Regions from separate parts of the Zea mays genome. Here region 1 is linked to region 2. The links are chromatin contacts, called in public Hi-C maps. All regions are on one chromosome and are shown on one strand. Each heading gives the region's core, a stretch centred on a gene start, on an enhancer-like site or on the middle of the called end of the contact. The rest is flanking DNA. Distances are from core to core; before and after follow the strand shown.

Region 1 (2,700 bases), core at 81-2,580, 37 kb before region 2:
TTCACGGCTAGCTGTACGTCCAAGATGCACTCTCGCCGTACGTTTTGGTCCCATTATTCGTCTACGCTAGTCAGTAGTCCCTAGCTAGTCTCTCCCGGCCGGATCGATGCACCCCAATCGATCGTCAACCTCTGTTGTCGCGTCTGCTCTACTGCGCCTTTGACAATGGCCGTGGACCAGCCCGGCCGGCGGCGACGTGCGGCGTGCGGGGCGACACGTGCTCATCCTGGCACCGCCTTGGACCAACCACGTACGCCACGGCATTGCGTAGGCGCGTACGCGCCCACGACCAACATGCCAAGATTGACCGCGACCGACTCTCGAGCACGTCCAGAAATCGGGAGCATGCGTGCAGAAAGAGGGTAGCGGAGCAGCTCTCCCAGACATGCTAAGCATGAAAGGGGTGTGCAGGCTTCTCGTCTCTCTATCGTCTCTACTCCTTGCGTCAAAAAGTAAATGCATATTTTGTTCTTTAAGAAGTCATTTTTAAGTTTAAGTATAAATATCAAAAAAAAACATTATCAATGTATGTACCTCTAAATAAGTTTGTTATAAAAAAACAATACTTTATATTTAATCTGGTGTAATGGTATTTTTATACATCATAAATAATAGTGTTTTTTTTTGTATAAATTTAGTTTAGCTTTAAAAGGTTTTTTTTACTCTTCCGCCGAAGATGAGACACGTAATTGTTTGGGCGACGGAGGAGTACGTACTTGCTGTTGACATAGGCAGTCGTACACGTCTCCGAGCATACGGCCCGAACGCGCGCGCGCGCGCCAAGTGTCAAACGCACGCACAAGCGTGTCGTACACGAATAGAGATAAAACATCGTACAGGAGTAGATTGCAACGCGTGAATGAGGGAATGGAAAGCCACGCACCTGCAGCAAGCAATCATGACGGCGCTCCGGTGGTCCGGCGGGCCGGCCGGCCGGCGGCGGCGCGTCCAGATAATGGGAACGGTGGCTGGCCAATTAGCTGTTCCTTGCAGCGCAGGCCACGACACACACGTCCCCGTCGCGGGCCGCCCACCTGCACGACGACGCGGACGCGACAGGCTCGCGACCCGCTTGCTCCTCCCTCCTGCTGCAACTGCATGCGGCATGCCGGAGGCAGCGGTTGAAAAAAGAAAGAAAGAAAGAAATAAAAAAAAGGGAGCTTGCCCGACACACAGTCTCTGACCAGAGAGATGCTTCGCAGCAAAGGAAGAAGACTCGCGTGGTTCCGTGGAGTGACGAAACGAAACGAAACGGGTGGGCATGCAATGCAAAGGGCCCTGCTGCCGTCTGACGACGCGCTGTCGTGCGCGTGACGCAACCCTGCACTCCATAGTCCATGCAGGAACCGTCCCGGGCCGCCCCCACACCCCCGCATCCCCGCGCCCGCGGGCCCGGCGTGGGCATGCCGCATGACCGCTCGGATCCTTTGTGAACGCAGCGTGACGGCGGCCACATGAGTAGTACGGTGCCCCCTACACCAGTTTGGGTTCACTGAAGCTTCTTCTTTTTCATTGTGTTGTGTATATCCGGATTGAAACACCACGTATAAATCTGTTTAAGTTTTCACGAGACAGTAGCCTATTGGATTCAAGAAAACGACGGTATCTCATATGCGCGGAGATACTAAGAACGGATTAGTTGATCTAGCATTAACGATCTAAACTAGTTTAATCGTCCTAGCTCAACCAGTCCACTGCAACTGTCCAAACCTTAATGAGTGTGATTGACCGACAGGCGACACTTTAATTTGGCCAGCCCAGCCCAGCCCAGCCTAGCCGCTTTCTTCTTTGCAAGATTACTACAGCAGTATGTAATGGCTCCAACCGGACGACGCGTGTGTCGTCCAAGTCAATGCCATTCATACAACGATCCGAAAAGGTTGTGTGTGGTTGGGGTTCATTTTTTTTCTTGCAGTCACATTGCTAGTTGACCTTTGTAGTACGAGATGTCTTCTCTTTTCCCAGCTTTATCCACAATGCACTCGTGTATCGGTGTATGAGCAGTAATGCCAACCATGTCTTACGACACTACAGTGATATCACTAGAACCTTACCTTACGTACATACTAATCTCCAGATACGATGTTGAGAGCCATTCATGAGTTTATTTATGACGTCAAATAAGTCTCATCAGATTAATCATACATAAGTATCGGTCTCTTTTTTTTATGTTTTAGTTCAGCTTTTTAGAGCCCCTCCCAATTAGGAGGGCTCTCTTGACAGCTCCTCCTCCGGCTCATCGTGAAGCCGTGCCAAACGATCTCAAAAAACGGCTTCTCGTCAGGAGCCTTCAAAAAGGTGGAGTCATTTTCTTGTCGGGAGCGAGAGTACCAGAAACATGGCTACTACGGGCTCCTCCTACCCAAAATTACCAATTTACATTCTTGCCATCGTCTCCTATGTGTTGCGTTTGTGAGTTCTCTTCTCCATCGTGTGTCGCTCCAATGAACCATTTACGACGAGGCCAAACTCCGGATATGCGCAGATCGACGACGGGCGAATCTGGTGGCTCGCAAGCGGAGTGAGGCGTGCTTGTCGGTACCTAGGACTATCGTCGCCCCACGTCATCCACCATGATAAATACGAGATAGCCAGGCAGCTCCAGGCCCCTCGAATACGCGTGGCCTCACCCGGGGTAAAATGTTGGTTTTACCCCTACCTTACGGCTCCTTCCTGGAGAAGCCGCCGCTGCCTGACCCC
Region 2 (2,842 bases), core at 19-2,518:
ATGTGTCGGTGCACACCAGACAGTGTCTGGTGCGCCACTTGGCAGCACACTCTCAGTCTTGCTCCAATTTTTGATTGAGTCCCTAACTGAATTTCTTTCTTGGTTTGTGTTGAACCCTATGCACCTGAGATAAATGACATCTAGACAAACTAGTTAGTCCACGTGGTTTGTGTTGGTCGTCAATCACCAAAATCGATTATAGGAAATGATTAAGTCCATTTCCCTTTCAATCACAACCCCAAATGCGTGCCAACCATTCCATCTAGATATAGAAATGCATCCGACATATAATGTCTGTACTCCAACGATCGCTCCATGGATAGATTTCATGATGGCATTGCAAAAACAATCTTTCTTTTTAGGTCTTCTTGAACATGATGTATGAAATTGCCTATATGGATGTATAAATTTGAAAAGTATGACACAATCTTATGTACAATATGACCATGTTTGATGTTCTAATATTCGTACATAATACAACTATGCCTCTTATACATGTACAACCAAAAAATGAGACATGGACACTATGGACATTTTCCTCGTACACCATTCTAAAGAACACACGGGAGAAGTTGTTTTGCCAAATGAATTGCAAAATGGCTCTTGCTCCTCCGGAGAAGCCAATATGAACGAGCGGAGCTAGAGCTAGAGATGTTTTTAGAGGAGCTTAAGCCCTGCCAAAGAGGGACTTAAAACGTTGATCAAAGTGAGATATCCACTCGATATTTGGAACGCGGGAATTTCATAGGAATGGTATAGAAATTTTACAGGAATTAGTTCAAAAACACAAGATAAATGTAGGATTCAAGAAGTTTCTCTTTGTTCCAAAAGAGCCCTTAGAGCAGTTCCAACCCTTCACGTCATCCAGTTTCTATAGCATTAATTTAGCTGCCACATAGCCTAAAATATGATGTGGCAAACAATAAACGAAGAAAGATGTGTTTTGCATAAGACTTTGTTTCAACACGATATCCCAAAGAAGAAGAGTATTAAATTTAGTTTAATAATATTAATTTTTGTACTGGAGAGGAAATGACTATAAATAGTGTCTTAGGTTAGGACTGGGTAGAATGCGCAGGATTACGTGGGGACTGATTATTGGTGTGGCGTGAAGCATGAATGAAGGCAGGGCGAGCGGCGCATAGGATCCAGATCTTGCGAAGAAAAAGCAATATGAAAGCAAGCCGTTTCCGCGTTGAAACCCAGCACCCCAGCAGCAGGCGTCCAACAACACCTCTCTTTCTCTGCCTTCTCTTGGTGGTGGTCTACTGGTCTTGGTCCCGTGTGCGGCAAGGCCAAGGCCAACCCGGCTGTCTCTCCTCTCCTCTCCTGCTCTTGACTTCCATTTCCATCCCAATTCCCACCACTGACCTGACCGCCCGCACGCCGCCCTTGGCCTCGATCACATCATCCCTCCGCTCCACTTTTGCCGCCGTCCTCCGTCTCCCTCCCCCCGCGTCCAAATCCAACCATCCCCACCGCGCGCCTCCGCCATGGATCCCTTCCACCACCTCAACAGCTCCTTCTCCAATCCCTACCACCCGCTCCTCTCCCCGTCGCCGCCGCACTTTCCCCTGCCGCCCCCGCCCCCGCAGCTGCCCTCCGTCTCCGCCGCCTCCAGCGCGAGCCTCGAGCGGGAGCGCCTCCCGCAGTGGTCCCACGCCGAGACGGCCGCCTTCCTCGCCGTGCGCGCCGACCTCGATCACTCCTTCCTCACCACCAAGCGCAACAAGGCGCTCTGGGAGGCCGTCTCCGCGCGCCTCCACGCGCAGGGCTTCGCGCGCACCCCGGACCAGTGCAAGTCCAAGTGGAAGAACCTCGTCACCAGGTTCAAGGGCACCGAGGCCGCCGCCGCCGCCGCCGCGGCCGACCCGGCCTCCGCGCAGCAGCAGCAGCCGAGGCCGCAGTTCCCGTTCCACGACGAGGTGCGGCGGATATTCGACGCCAGGGCCGAGCGCGCGCAGGCATTGGAGAGGAAGAGGGCCAAGGGCAAGGGCGTCCGCACGGCGGCGGCGGCGGCGCTGGACGACGAAGGCGCCGGCGAGGGGGACGACGCCGCCGATGTTGACGACGACGAAGAGGACGAGGACGAAGAGGCCGCGGCGGGCGACGAGGAGGCCGGCGGGGGCCTGCCTGCTGCGGCGGACGCGGGCGGCAGGGCCGGCGCGAAGAAGCGCAGGCGGAAGCAGGCGCGCGCCGCCGCCGCTAGGGCCGCGGCGGGGCAGGGCGAGGTGGAGGCCATGCTGCGGGAGTTCATGCGCCGGCAGGCCGAGATGGAGGAGCGCTGGGCGGAGGCCGCCGAGGCGCGCGAGGCCGAGCGCCGGGCGCGCGAGGAGGAGTGGCGCGCCGCCATGGTCGCGCTGGGCGAGGAGCGCCTCGCGCTCGTGCGCCGCTGGCGGGAGCGCGAGGACGCCCTGCGCGCGCGCGCAGAGGAGCGCGAGGAGCGCCGCCACCAGCTCGTCGCCGCGCTGCTCGCCAAGCTCGGCGGCGCCGACTGCTGACGTGTCGTGCTGCGTCGATCGGCATGCATGATGCATCATCCATCGATCGATGGTCTCCCTCGCGCGCGCGCGCCACGCGACCAGCTCGTCCATCCGAATCGGCGAATCCTTCGACCCCCCGCCCACCGGTACGGACCAAACAACCCACGCACGCCCTACTCCTACTCGCTCATCATCCGTAGTGCACAACTTCACCAAAGCTAGCTACCTCCATCATGCATAAGCCTCCATGCGTCGATCGATCGATCGATCGATCTACTGCTAGCTAGCACTAGCTAGTCGATCGATCATATAAATCTTCTTCTGATGCGTGGCACTACTTGTTTGTTGGATTCTTGCTC

Evidence for each region. A called contact is a pair of places that touch in the nucleus more often than the background predicts.
Region 1: a Hi-C map of bundle sheath shows a contact between it and region 2, with 6 times the contacts expected there. The contact joins the enhancer-like site here to the promoter of LOC103629174 in region 2. A contact is called at or near these places in 10 of 25 Hi-C or Micro-C datasets (bundle sheath, ear, endosperm and 4 more) and 2 of 3 datasets of contacts at active chromatin or transcription factors (leaf and seedling).

The regions. Positions count from the first base shown.
Region 1 is chr6:33,505,756-33,508,455 of Zm-B73-REFERENCE-NAM-5.0, reverse strand. No RefSeq gene overlaps it. Among protein-coding and RNA genes, the nearest start is that of LOC103629174, 37 kb to the right of the region's middle. Within about 2 kb of position 1,330, at least 18 of the 20 cell types and tissues checked have an H3K27ac peak or open chromatin away from gene starts, as enhancers often do. A contact at or near this core is called in bundle sheath, ear, endosperm and 4 more, where this site is marked.
Region 2 is chr6:33,468,346-33,471,187 of Zm-B73-REFERENCE-NAM-5.0, reverse strand. It overlaps LOC103629174 (trihelix transcription factor GT-3b), which reads left to right and starts at 1,268. Exons shown (of 2, transcript XM_023300439.2): 1 at 1,268-2,629. The coding sequence starts at 1,494. The coding sequence ends at 2,501.